Regions from separate parts of the Sus scrofa genome. Here regions 1 and 2 are each linked to region 3. The links are chromatin contacts, called in public HiChIP or PLAC-seq maps. All regions are on one chromosome and are shown on one strand. The core of a region is the stretch at or near the end of the contact, and the rest is flanking DNA. Distances in the headings are between cores, read along the strand shown.

Region 1 (3,762 bases), core at 284-2,783, 220 kb before region 3:
TTAGATCTATTTTAGGAAATATAATTTCCATGTGTCATATATACTTTGACCATATATCACATACTACCCTTGTCTATGGATCATTCAGTGCTTTTACTTTTTGTCTCTTGTTGACAAAAAGCAGCCAAACAAAAACAAAAAACCACAACTGGGAAAAAAGAGGGAGAGAAGGGAATACAATTCAAATCTATTAAAACAGCAACTTGAAAGGATTTGGATTTTCTAAAAACTAAGTTTTGGGGGGAAGAGCTTATAATATGTGCCAAAATACAATTTTTTTCCATTAACAGCTTAAAATGATTACCACTAGAGTACTTTGCTTAAGCAGAGTATGTTTGAGGCATGTTTGTTTTACTGTAAATTGCTTAGAAGAACATTATTTTCTAACTCAATATGATTACAGAGGGGACATTAAAATACTCTCCATGGCAGGAGTGGCCATTGGAAAAAAAATATTTTTTGAGATGGTGCATTTAAAAAAATTGTTTGAGGAGTTCCCTGGTGGCTCAGTGGGTTAAGGATCTGGCATTGTCACTGCTGTCTCTCAGGTTCATTCCCTGGCCCAGGAATTTCTGTATGCTGCAAGTGCAGCCAAAAATAAATAAATTTTTTTTGAAAAGGCATTTTTAAAGGAAAAATATACAGCATTCTGAAAATATTTTAGTAAAATACTCAAAACCATGCTGGGATGTGTTGTCCATTGACTGGCAAGTCTGGTCAGGAGGGTCTTCACCATTTCCTCACCTTGGAGATCCCTCCCAAAGAGCTACAAAGTGACTCAACAAGCATCATTTTTCCAGATACAGCAGGACTATTCTATAGGAAAAAAATACCTACAGTTAAGTCCCACAAAAAAAAGTGTGAAGTAAAAATAAAGTATTTCTATAAATTCTAGCCATATATGTGGATCATTTGTCTCATAAATATTTCTATGTGAATAAGAAATAATCCTCAGATTTAGTGATTTAGCTAAATTTTTCTTGGCCACAAAATGCCCAGTACTTCAAAGTTTGGATATACTTCCCACATCCTTCTCCCAAGTTTTTCCAGCTTAGTATTTTAACTAGTATATTTTCGTTCTCAAAGCAGTAACATTTTATGGGTCCCTTTATATGTTTTCATCTCCTAAGAAGAAAGGAAGGTTCACCACAGGGGTCTGTCAGCTAGCAACCATCTGGGACCAATAACAAGCAAATTAACAGAGCTGTGCTTAGGCAGATGTTAAACTGCAGACATTTTGTGTAACTGCCCAAGACAGAACTGGCTTACACCTGTTCCTCTGGCACCTCATCTGGTTTGGCAGTTATTCTGGATTTTTTCACTTACTGAACACATAAGTATTATCACTGTTGTCATTACTAAGTCTGGTAAACCTCCTTTGTACTTTCAACTTCAAGACAACAAGCTGATCAAGTATCCGGAGAGTGTATTCCCTTGATTAAAAATAAGAGAGTCAGAATTCCTGTTGTGACTCAGCAGGTTAAGAACCCATGTCATCTATATGAGGATGTGGGTTCTATCTCTGGCCTTGCTCAATGGGTTAGGATCCAGAGTTGCCATAAGATGCAGCTTGGATCCAGCATGGCTGTGGTTGTGGTATAGGCCGTCAGTTGCAATTCAACCCCTAGCCCAGGAACTTCCATATGCCGCAGGTGTGGAGCTGTACAAAGAAAAAAGATAAAAATAAAACTGCAGAGAATATTCAATAGAATATATTAGCACTTTCAAATATACTAGCCATAAAATGCAATGCTAAATAATGTGGCAGGCAATTTTAGGGGAAAATTATTTATTTTTGATTTATAAGAACATCTTATAAGAAGAACATTTTGAAAAAATACCCCTTTCATTAAAAATACCAATGACATGGTATTTGAGACAGGTAAGGGTAAAAAATTAATAAAAGTACATGAATACATACCAAGAGTAATTATTTAGCTTTCGCTATTTTTTAAATGTTTGGATAATCAACCCAAGAATTTTTTAATGTGGTTTAATATAATTTATTCTTTCCCGCTGTATAGCACTGGGAACTATATCTAGTCACTTATAATGGAGCATGACAATGTGAGAAAAAAGAATGTATGTATACATGTATGTGTGACTGGGTCACCTTGCTGTACAGTATAAAATTGACAGAACACTGTAAACCAGCTATAATGGAAAAAAAATCATTATAAAATATTTTATTCTTGAGGTTTAAATATTAAAGCCAACTTCTTGTTTAATAAATATTTCAAAGAGATACATGTTATTTTAATTAATTCGAGCATCCCCTCACTTTACTCTCAAGTTTGCCTGTATGGGCCATGAAATCAATGGTCACCTTACTAATAAGGTACTATAATGGACAATATGATAGGAATGGGATATTAGGGGCAAAGGCAATGTTATATGGCACCCAGGGTCTATGGATTTGGAACATGACATTCCTTAGAGTGACTAAAGAGGTTACTCCAAGAGATGGCTCTTTATCCCAAAGTAAAATGTGTCACGCAAAGCATATTTATAGTATTGCTTAAAGATTACTAAAACGAACATTATGAACACACTGCCCAGACTCAGAAAGACAAGATTTCTAGTACTCTTAGGTTCCCCTTTTCAACTGCATTGCTCCCCACAAAAGAAGTAGTCATTGTACTGAATTTTGAATTAATCATTCTTTCTCTACAGTTTTACCTTAAACATATGTATCTTTAAACAGTTTTAGTTTTGCTTTTTTGTACTTATATCTATATGGATACATAAAGTATGTATCCTTCTGTGATTTGCTTTTTATACTCAGCATTGCTTTAAGTTCATGCTGAAAGCTGTAATTCCTTCATTTTCATTTCTATGTCATCTTCCACTGCACAAATGAACATCTCAATTACTTGTAGTCTTTCCTGCTCTTTTCTTCTGCTATAAACAATCTTGTTACCTATTTCCTGGTATACATGAGCAAAAGTTTCTCCAAGTTGTTCAAACCTAGGAGTGGAATTGCTAGGAAAAGAGTATGGTATTACTCAAGTTTAATAGGTAATGTCAGACTATTTTCAAAGTAGTTATACCTATTCACATTTCTAGAAGATTCAGTGCATAGCAATTTCATGTTTTCATCCTTGCTAACTGTTGGTATTATCAGAGGTTTTCAGTTTGCTCATTCTGGTAGATATGAACTGATGTTTCACTGTGGTTTTAATTTGCATTTTGCTGAGTTATGATGAGGTTGAGTATCTTTTCATATGTTCTTTGCTTTAGACTTAGACTTAGTTCTTTGCCACTTAGACTTAGTGGCATTCTTAGTCTGGGAAGAATCTGTTGCCCATTTTTATATTGTGTTATCTTTTAAAGAGAACAGATGCTCTTTACTCTGTTTTGGATACTAATCTTTGTCAGGTATATGTTAAAAATTTCTTCTTTCGGAGTTCCCGTCATGGCTCAGTGGTTAGCAAATCTGACTAGGAACCATGAGGTTGCAGGTTCGATCTCTGGCCTTGTTCAGTGGGTTAAGGATCCGGCGTTGCTGTGAGCCGTGGTGTAGGTTGCAGACAAGGCTCAGATCCCGCGTTGCTGTGGCTATGGCGTAGGCCGGTGGCTACAGCTCCAATTCAACCCCTAGCCTGGGAACCTCCATATGCCATAGGTGCAGCCCTAGAAAAGGCAAAATTCAAAAAAAAAAAAAAAAAAAAATTTCTTCTTTCATTTTAACTCTTAATAGTTTATTATGGTGTTTTCTAGGGGAAACATATCTAAGTGTTTTTCATTTGATTTTTTAAAGAA
Region 2 (3,435 bases), core at 71-2,570, 150 kb before region 3:
AAATGCTAAAGATAAGCATCCTTGCTGAGATGAAAAGACATTCAAATAGAGAAGGAAAGTTATTTAAGATACTACAGTTGATTAAATGTCAGGAACAGGAGTTTGCATTGTGGCACAGTTTCAATCACCAAAACACAGGTTCAATCGCCAGCAGAGCCAGAACACAGGTTCAATCGCCAGCCTGGCACAGTGGGTTAAAGGATTGTGGCTTGGATTTGATCCCTGGTCTGGTAACTCCATATACCGTGGAGTGGCCAAAAGGAAAAACAAACAAACAAACAAACAAACAAACATAAAACCACTGTCAGGAATATAAAACTCTGTCTTCATTCTGTGTTGACTAGTCAACCTTTTTATCAGTAATTTCCTCTTTTAGCTGAACAGACAGACCTACCAAGAGAGTGTATCCTGAGCAAAACACACTACTTGGTATGAGTTACACCTCCAGACAGAACTCCCAGTATGGGCTACTCCACTGTGGCTTTATTGCTCAGAGCCCAGTGTTCCTTGACAAACTGAAAAATCTACCTTCAAAGCCTGAATGAATTCTGGATGAATTCTGGACACCCCAGGGGGCCCAGTTAATAGGCCTCTCTCCTCCAAAAATACCCAGTGGCTCCCAAGTTTCATAAAACCACAGCTTTCTGTCAACTTACTTCTCACAGGCCCTTTGCCTCCTTTTGTGCCAGTTGTTTCTTCATCAAACTTGGGATTGTTGAGTAGATTGTGTACTCCAAGAACAGCTGAAAGCGAAGATAATCAGTGAATAAACCTTATATTTGGGGAATCGTACTAACGTGTCCACATGGTTAATTTGCCCCTCAAAGAACAATTCTTCATGTCATAAAGAGAAGTGTCCCTAGAGCTCTCTTGCCTTGCAAAGTGATGCATGTATAGTGTTAAATGAGCTTATTTAACACCCCTGCCCCTGTCCAAGACCACGAGCAATTTCACTGGTCTTTCTATATCTTCAAAGGTAGAATCATGTAGGATCTGAGGGACAATGGTCTAGTTATGTTTCCAGACTGAAAATCTGCTTAGACTTCCTAGTTATGATTCACCCCCTCCGTTTTCTTATCTTTAAAATGTAGGACCCAGTCTAAGGATATTTTAAGATCTAACATTATATAGACTGCAGCATGCAGTTTTTCCAGAGATAAAGAGCTGAAAGATCATGGGCCTCTAACAATGTAAGCCTCCCCATCTCTCCCATCTCAGGACCAAAAAGAGTTGTCCTTTCTCCATCTGGAGAATCCCAGGGTGGGAAAGGAGACAAGCAGGCTGAGATTTTGAGTCTCCTGCATTACACAGAACTTGCACCAGGGGGCAGTACAATATGTAGGAGACAGCACCGGGTGGGGGGGGATGACAACACTGAGCACGCTCCAACTGCAACTGTCCATTCGGCTTTCCCTTTGGTAATTAAATTCCAGGTAAAAAATTACAAGCGGCCACCTGAGGAAGGATCCCAGAATAGTCTGCCAACAGGTGTCAGAGGCACATCTCTGAGTTCCTCATTGGCTGTAATCTACATCCTGAAGGAGGAGGAGCCAGCACAGCCTAGAAAGGGCACATGTTCAAAGCCAGCGAATCTAGGGGTTAAGAGTGGCAGTCAGGGGAGATCAGCTAGAGTTTAAATCCTGACCGTCATGTACTATCTGTATGAATCGAGAAGATGTTAAATGCCTCTGAGCCTCACTTTCCCCATCTGTAACACAGGGATAATAATTATACTTTATCTATTATAATAGTTAAGTGATTTCCTATGCATTAGGCACTGCTCTAAGTCCTTTACAAATTCCTGTTAAAGAAATAAGAATTTGGCGTCCCCCTAGTGGCACAGCGGAAACGAATAGGAATGATGAGGTTGCAGGTTCGATACCTGGCCTTGCTCAGTGGGTTAAAGATCTGGCGTTGCCATGAGCTGTAGTGTAGGTTGCAGACATGGCTCAGATTTGGCGTTGCTGTGGCTGTGGTGTAGGCAGGGAGCTGTAGTTCCAATTGGACCCCTAGCCTGGGGACCTCCATATGCCTCGGTGTGGCCCTAAAAACCAAAAAAGAAAAAAAGAAAAGAAAAAAGAAATAAGAATTTGTCACTGTGTTTCTGGCATGGTCCAGGGAGAAGATGCCCTGTGTGATAAATACAAGCCACTGAGACCAGGCAACAAACATATCTTGCTCTGGCCCCATACTCACTAAGCAACTTCTGATGGTAATTTGGCTCCCACTGCCAAGTTATAATTTTTATTTTATCTGTTTCCTTTGCACTGACTAGTGGATCAGTCTCCACTGCCATGCCCTGATCTGACTGCTCCTACGTGCACTGATAAGATAAAGTCTCTAGACCAGCAGAGTTGAGAATTAAGACTCTGGTGATGGCCAGAATGCAACATGGCCACTCTGGGAGGTGCTGTCTTGAAGGTCAGCTTCTGCCCCCTTGATGAGCTATATTTCTGCTCTTCACCTGCCACAGCAATATGCGCAGGCATTGGTACACTTTCTTATCTAAAGCTCAAAGATGGCAGCCTATTCACTCACGGGCTGCTCTTGATCTGCCAGACAGATCTACCCTAGAGAAGACCCTTCCACCTGACCCCCAGCAGGGCTCCCTTCTGAGTTCTGAGGGAGCACTTGATGAGGGATGGAGGCTGAGCAAAGAGGAGCTTTCTATTGGGATGATTCCCCTGGTTTTATCATATGAAGTGGAGGGTCTAGTATCTTCTACATGACTGATGTTTTTCTCTTTATCCTTTCTTAGGCATTTCCTGGGACTTGAAGCCCAGCCCTGCATTCTCCCTCTGGGCAAAACCAGTGGAAACCATGCAGCAACCCTTGGGGAGAGTAGTAACCATGGCAGGCTCACGGCTGCTCATGGCTAAGAAGAACAGTCACTACAAAACACCCTTAAACTGGGTGAGGCAGGTGCCTCACCTCCTGCAGTGACTTCTGAGGGGTTCAAATATGTGAATTTAATACTGACTATAGATACCATCACAGAAGAAACCAAAATGTATCTGAGATGGTTGGCATGCTATTGGAATAAGGTATACAGCTGGTTCTCCTGGGAGGTAGGAGACTGGTTATTATTACTTACATCTTCCAATGGAATAAAAATATGAGAAATCTTGCCAAAGCTGAGGACTGTTCTTCAAAGCACCTCTATCCTGTGGGGACCTAACATAATGACCCTAATAATCCAAATTTCCATCCAATTAGTATACACACATGTTCTATATGCATGGAATCTTTTTCAAAGAAAACACGAAATGGGGCTTAGGTAATTAGAATGAGAGACATTTTCCATTACATATTCTTTTATACTATTTGGGTTTCTTTCTACCTGCATGTCTAAACAATTCACATAATAGTAACAATAATTATTGGAGTTCCCGTTGTGGCTCAGTGGTAATGAACCCGACCAGTATCCATGAGGAT
Region 3 (3,865 bases), core at 573-3,072:
CTGCATCTTCATGGATACTAGTCAGATTTGTTTCCGCTGAGTCAGCTGAGTTTTTAAGAACAGAAATTGGTCAGACTGTGGTGGTGGCAGTGGTGATTGTGGTGATGGAGTTTCCACAGTAGGGAAGTAGTCAGTTTCCAGAGTTTTGAAAGACCAAAGGAATTACCTGTACACCAGTGTAGCTGCAACATCTCTTCGGAGGTCAGGGCTAACAAAAGATGAATTTGGAAAGATAAGCAGGGGTCAGTTCATATCCCATCTGGTCTATTCTCCGTAATAATTCTTTAAATACCAAAAATTTAAAAAATTAGTTTCCACTTAAGCTCTCACTTAAATGAGTTTATGAAACATTGATACTTAAGGAAATTAGGGGTATTTGTAGCATATCTTACTTTTCACAGTAAAATCATAAACAGTGCCTGCAAAAAAAATGAACCCTTCACTACAATTCCTCTAAGATGAACAGTCTTATTGGTTCCTAGCAACAAAAGAGTCCAACTTGATCAAAACATATCTTTTCACCTGCTTATACGATTCATAAATATTCATCCCTGCCCTTCTAAAAATTACCCTGTGTTCAGTCCATCCATATTAGGGATAAAAAGCTAAAGACATGAGGTTTGAGTTAAAGAGCTAAGATTCTGAGGTATAATCATCAAGAAAAGAGTAATTTGCTGCTGCCAATACCAAAGAAAGACATCATAGCAAATATATACGTTTTTATATCTTAAAAGTGGTAGTCTTTTATTATTGTATTTTCTACGTCTTTTTTTTTAAATTATTATAAGTGGTGTTCTTAGTTAAAGCAAAGCAAATATAACAAATCAAGGGCCAGAGAGATGGTCAGATGTAGAGTTTGGGTCTGTGACAAAGACTGCAAAGATGGCTAAGACAATTCCTCCTATAACCCTTTGCAATGTGGCTCTTTTGTCCCTCCCATTGAAAGTATGGAATTTATTTTGCTAGCCCTTGAATCTGTGCTCAGTCTGTGACTTGTTTTGACCAAGGAATGCAGTACTAGTTATGGTGTATAACCTTTAAGACTTGGCCTGAATCTGCTATGGAAGTCAGTCTAGCTAGCCTATGGAGGATGAAAAGGCTGCATGGAAGGGAACCAAGGCACCCCAGCCAACAACAGGCATCAATTGCCAGCCTTAAACCCATCTCAGACCTTCTACCCCCAGATGACCCCTCCAGCTGTATGTATGAGTCCAAGTGAAAAGAGTGGAGGAACTCTCTACCCAATCCACAGAGCATGAAAAATAATGTCATTATTTTTAGCTACATAAATTTCAGAGTGGTTTGTTACACAGCAATAGTTAAATAGGGTCACTCCCTTGATATTTTAGATTAAAATACATTACCACTACGGCTTATGACTCAAAAACAATGAAAGCATTGCTAGTATATAAACTTCAGACTTAGTGCAATAGACCTTGCAAAATGTATGGGTAATAGGTAGTCAGGGCTTTCATTGCTATCAACTAAAGAAAATATCTTAAAGTGTGAGACATCTGTAAGAAAACTGTAAGGTCTCTACAACTAGAATAAACATTGAAAAACATGGGTGTTAGACCCCACGAATGAATGGACTCACTTGGGAAATTCAATATTTAAAACATACACATAGTTCACCAGTAGAGAACTGATAACAGATACATCAAAGATCAACATTACAGCACTTTAGATTTGAGAATAGAAATTCCAGTTACCTCGATAGACAAGAATAAGAATGACACAAATGATGCCCCAGTGCTTGAGGATAAAAGCCTTGAGTTCTGTCGATGATAGCTTCCAAGAAGGTACCCAGTCATTCTGATTTCCTGGTATTCATTCTCTTGGGAAATACTCTCCCACACTAAATCATGACTGGCCTGGGTATCTAAAACAATATGGTGGAAGTGATGGTGTGTGATTTGTGAGGCCAGGATATAAAAGACACTGTAGTTTCCATGTGGCTCTCTCTCTCAGCTTCCTTGCTCTGGGGGAAGCCAGTTGCTATGCCTCTGGAGCACCATGGAAAGGACCACAAAGTGAGGACCTGAGGCCTCCACTCAGCTCCTAGGAGCTGCTTGCCAGCTACAAGCGTGTGCTGTCTTGGAGGCAGGTCCCTTAGTCTCAGTCAGACTTTCACTTGACTATAGCCCTGGATGACACCTCTTTTTTAGACAGCTTCATTGAGGTTGTAGTTTATTTACCATAAATTTAACATATTTTGGGTGATTCAGTGATTTCTAGTAAATTTACAGAGTTGTGTAACCATGACCACAGTCTAATTTTGGAATATTTTCATGCCAAAAGAAACCCCATGCCCATTAGTAGTTACTTCCCATTCCACCACCACCCCCAAGCAACCACTAATCTATTTTCTCTGTCTACAGATTTGCTTTTTCAGAAAACTTAAATGGACCACATCATGCAATATGTGGTCTTTTGTGTCTAGCTTCTTCTATTTAGTATTTAGCTGGCATTTTGAGGCACTCAGAACTAGAACTTCCCAACTAAGCCACTATTGAATTCTCCATGCACAGAAACTGTATTTATTGTTGATTTTAGGGACTAAATTTTGGGATAATTTGTTACACAGTAATAGATAACTAGTAAACATGAGTATCCTGGGAAATTAAGTATCTCAGACATCTACCCTTCCATTAAACCCAACCCCAAAGGAACAATATTTGTTATTATTAAAACTTGTAGACTTCTAGTTATAAAATAAATAAGTCATGGAGATGTAATGAAAATGTACAGCATGGTGACTTTATTTAATAATACTGTATGGCACATCTGACGTTGCTAAGTGAGTAGATCTGAAAATTTGCATCACAAGAAAAAATTTTTTTGTAACTATATGAAGTTATGGATATTAGCCAGACTTATTGTGGTGGTCATTTTGCAATATACACAATCATTGAATCATTATGTTGTATACCCAAAACTAATATAATGTTATATATTAATTGTATGTCAATCAAAAACAAAAACTTGTGGACATAAGAAGCCATACCTTACAGTTGTATTAGCATGTTTTGTTAGTGATACGAGACTGATACTTCCAGATGGGAAGAAAGAATCCTCACTTTATTTTTAGGTCCATGCAAAAGGTGGATGAACAAGGAAGAGATGACTGTGGATAGTTAAAATGGAGTACAGCTGTCCAGGTAGGTGGGCTAATAAGGAAACTTGCTGTGTTAGTCTGGAATGAGTTGTTTTTTTTTTTTTTTTTTCTTTTTTTTTTTTCTGCTTTTTAGGGCTGCACCTGCGGCATGTGGAGGTTCCCCTTGAATTGGAGCTACAGCTGCTGGCCTACACCACAGCTCATCGCAATTCTGGATCCTTAACCCACTAAACAAGGCCAGGGATCAAACATGCAACCTCATGGTTCCTTGTCAGATTCGTTTCCACTGTTCCACAACAGGAACTCCTGGCATGAGTTCTGGTTGGTCAAATTGAACAACAAAACACTCAGCTATAATCTTAGGAAACTTAACTAGCCAGTTGCTACTTTGAGATGTTGTTATCAAGAAGTCATTTAAGGAGTTCCCAGGTGGCTCAGTGGGTTAAGGATCCAGCATTGTCACTGCTGTGGGGCAGGCTTGATCCCTAGCCGTGGAACTTGCATGCTTCGGGACTGGCCAAAAAACATCATTTAAAGGATTCATAAGGGAAGAGAGGAGCAAGTGGATACAGGCTTCAGATTTTGAGTTGATACCAAAAGGAAGAAGAAAGAGGCCTCTAATTCACAGCTGTGTGAATGGGCCAAAGCTTCATGGAATGTTGTAAAACAAGTGCCGATTTTGAAACGGTTTCAATAACGTGGAATTAAAAATGTTCTTGAAAATCTGAGTACAATTTTTTATTTGAT

What was found. HiChIP or PLAC-seq counts read pairs in DNA pulled down with a chosen protein or histone mark.
Region 1: a contact with region 3 is called in an H3K27ac HiChIP or PLAC-seq map of alveolar macrophages. The contact joins two enhancer-like sites. A contact is called at or near these places in 1 of 5 promoter capture datasets (liver) and 1 of 2 datasets of contacts at active chromatin or transcription factors (alveolar macrophages).
Region 2: a contact with region 3 is called in an H3K27ac HiChIP or PLAC-seq map of alveolar macrophages, with 5 times the contacts expected there. The contact joins two enhancer-like sites. A contact is called at or near these places in 1 of 47 Hi-C or Micro-C datasets (alveolar macrophages) and 1 of 2 datasets of contacts at active chromatin or transcription factors (alveolar macrophages).

Annotation. Positions count from the first base shown.
Region 1 is chr1:119,909,373-119,913,134 of Sscrofa11.1, forward strand. The region is part of intron 1 of TMOD3 (tropomodulin 3); the gene reads right to left. Among named protein-coding and RNA genes, the nearest start is that of TMOD3, 38 kb to the right of the region's middle. Within about 2 kb of position 1,534, at least 4 of the 83 cell types and tissues checked have an H3K27ac peak or open chromatin away from gene starts, as enhancers often do. A contact at or near this core is called in alveolar macrophages, where this site is marked.
Region 2 is chr1:119,983,506-119,986,940 of Sscrofa11.1, forward strand. TMOD2 (tropomodulin-2) reads right to left here. Exons shown (of 10, transcript XM_001925676.5): 5 at 657-743. Among named protein-coding and RNA genes, the nearest start is that of TMOD2, 24 kb to the right of the region's middle. Within about 2 kb of position 1,321, at least 2 of the 83 cell types and tissues checked have an H3K27ac peak or open chromatin away from gene starts, as enhancers often do. A contact at or near this core is called in alveolar macrophages, where this site is marked.
Region 3 is chr1:120,130,884-120,134,748 of Sscrofa11.1, forward strand. No RefSeq gene overlaps it. Among named protein-coding and RNA genes, the nearest start is that of DMXL2, 5.4 kb to the right of the region's middle. Within about 2 kb of position 1,823, at least 1 of the 83 cell types and tissues checked has an H3K27ac peak or open chromatin away from gene starts, as enhancers often do. A contact at or near this core is called in alveolar macrophages, where this site is marked.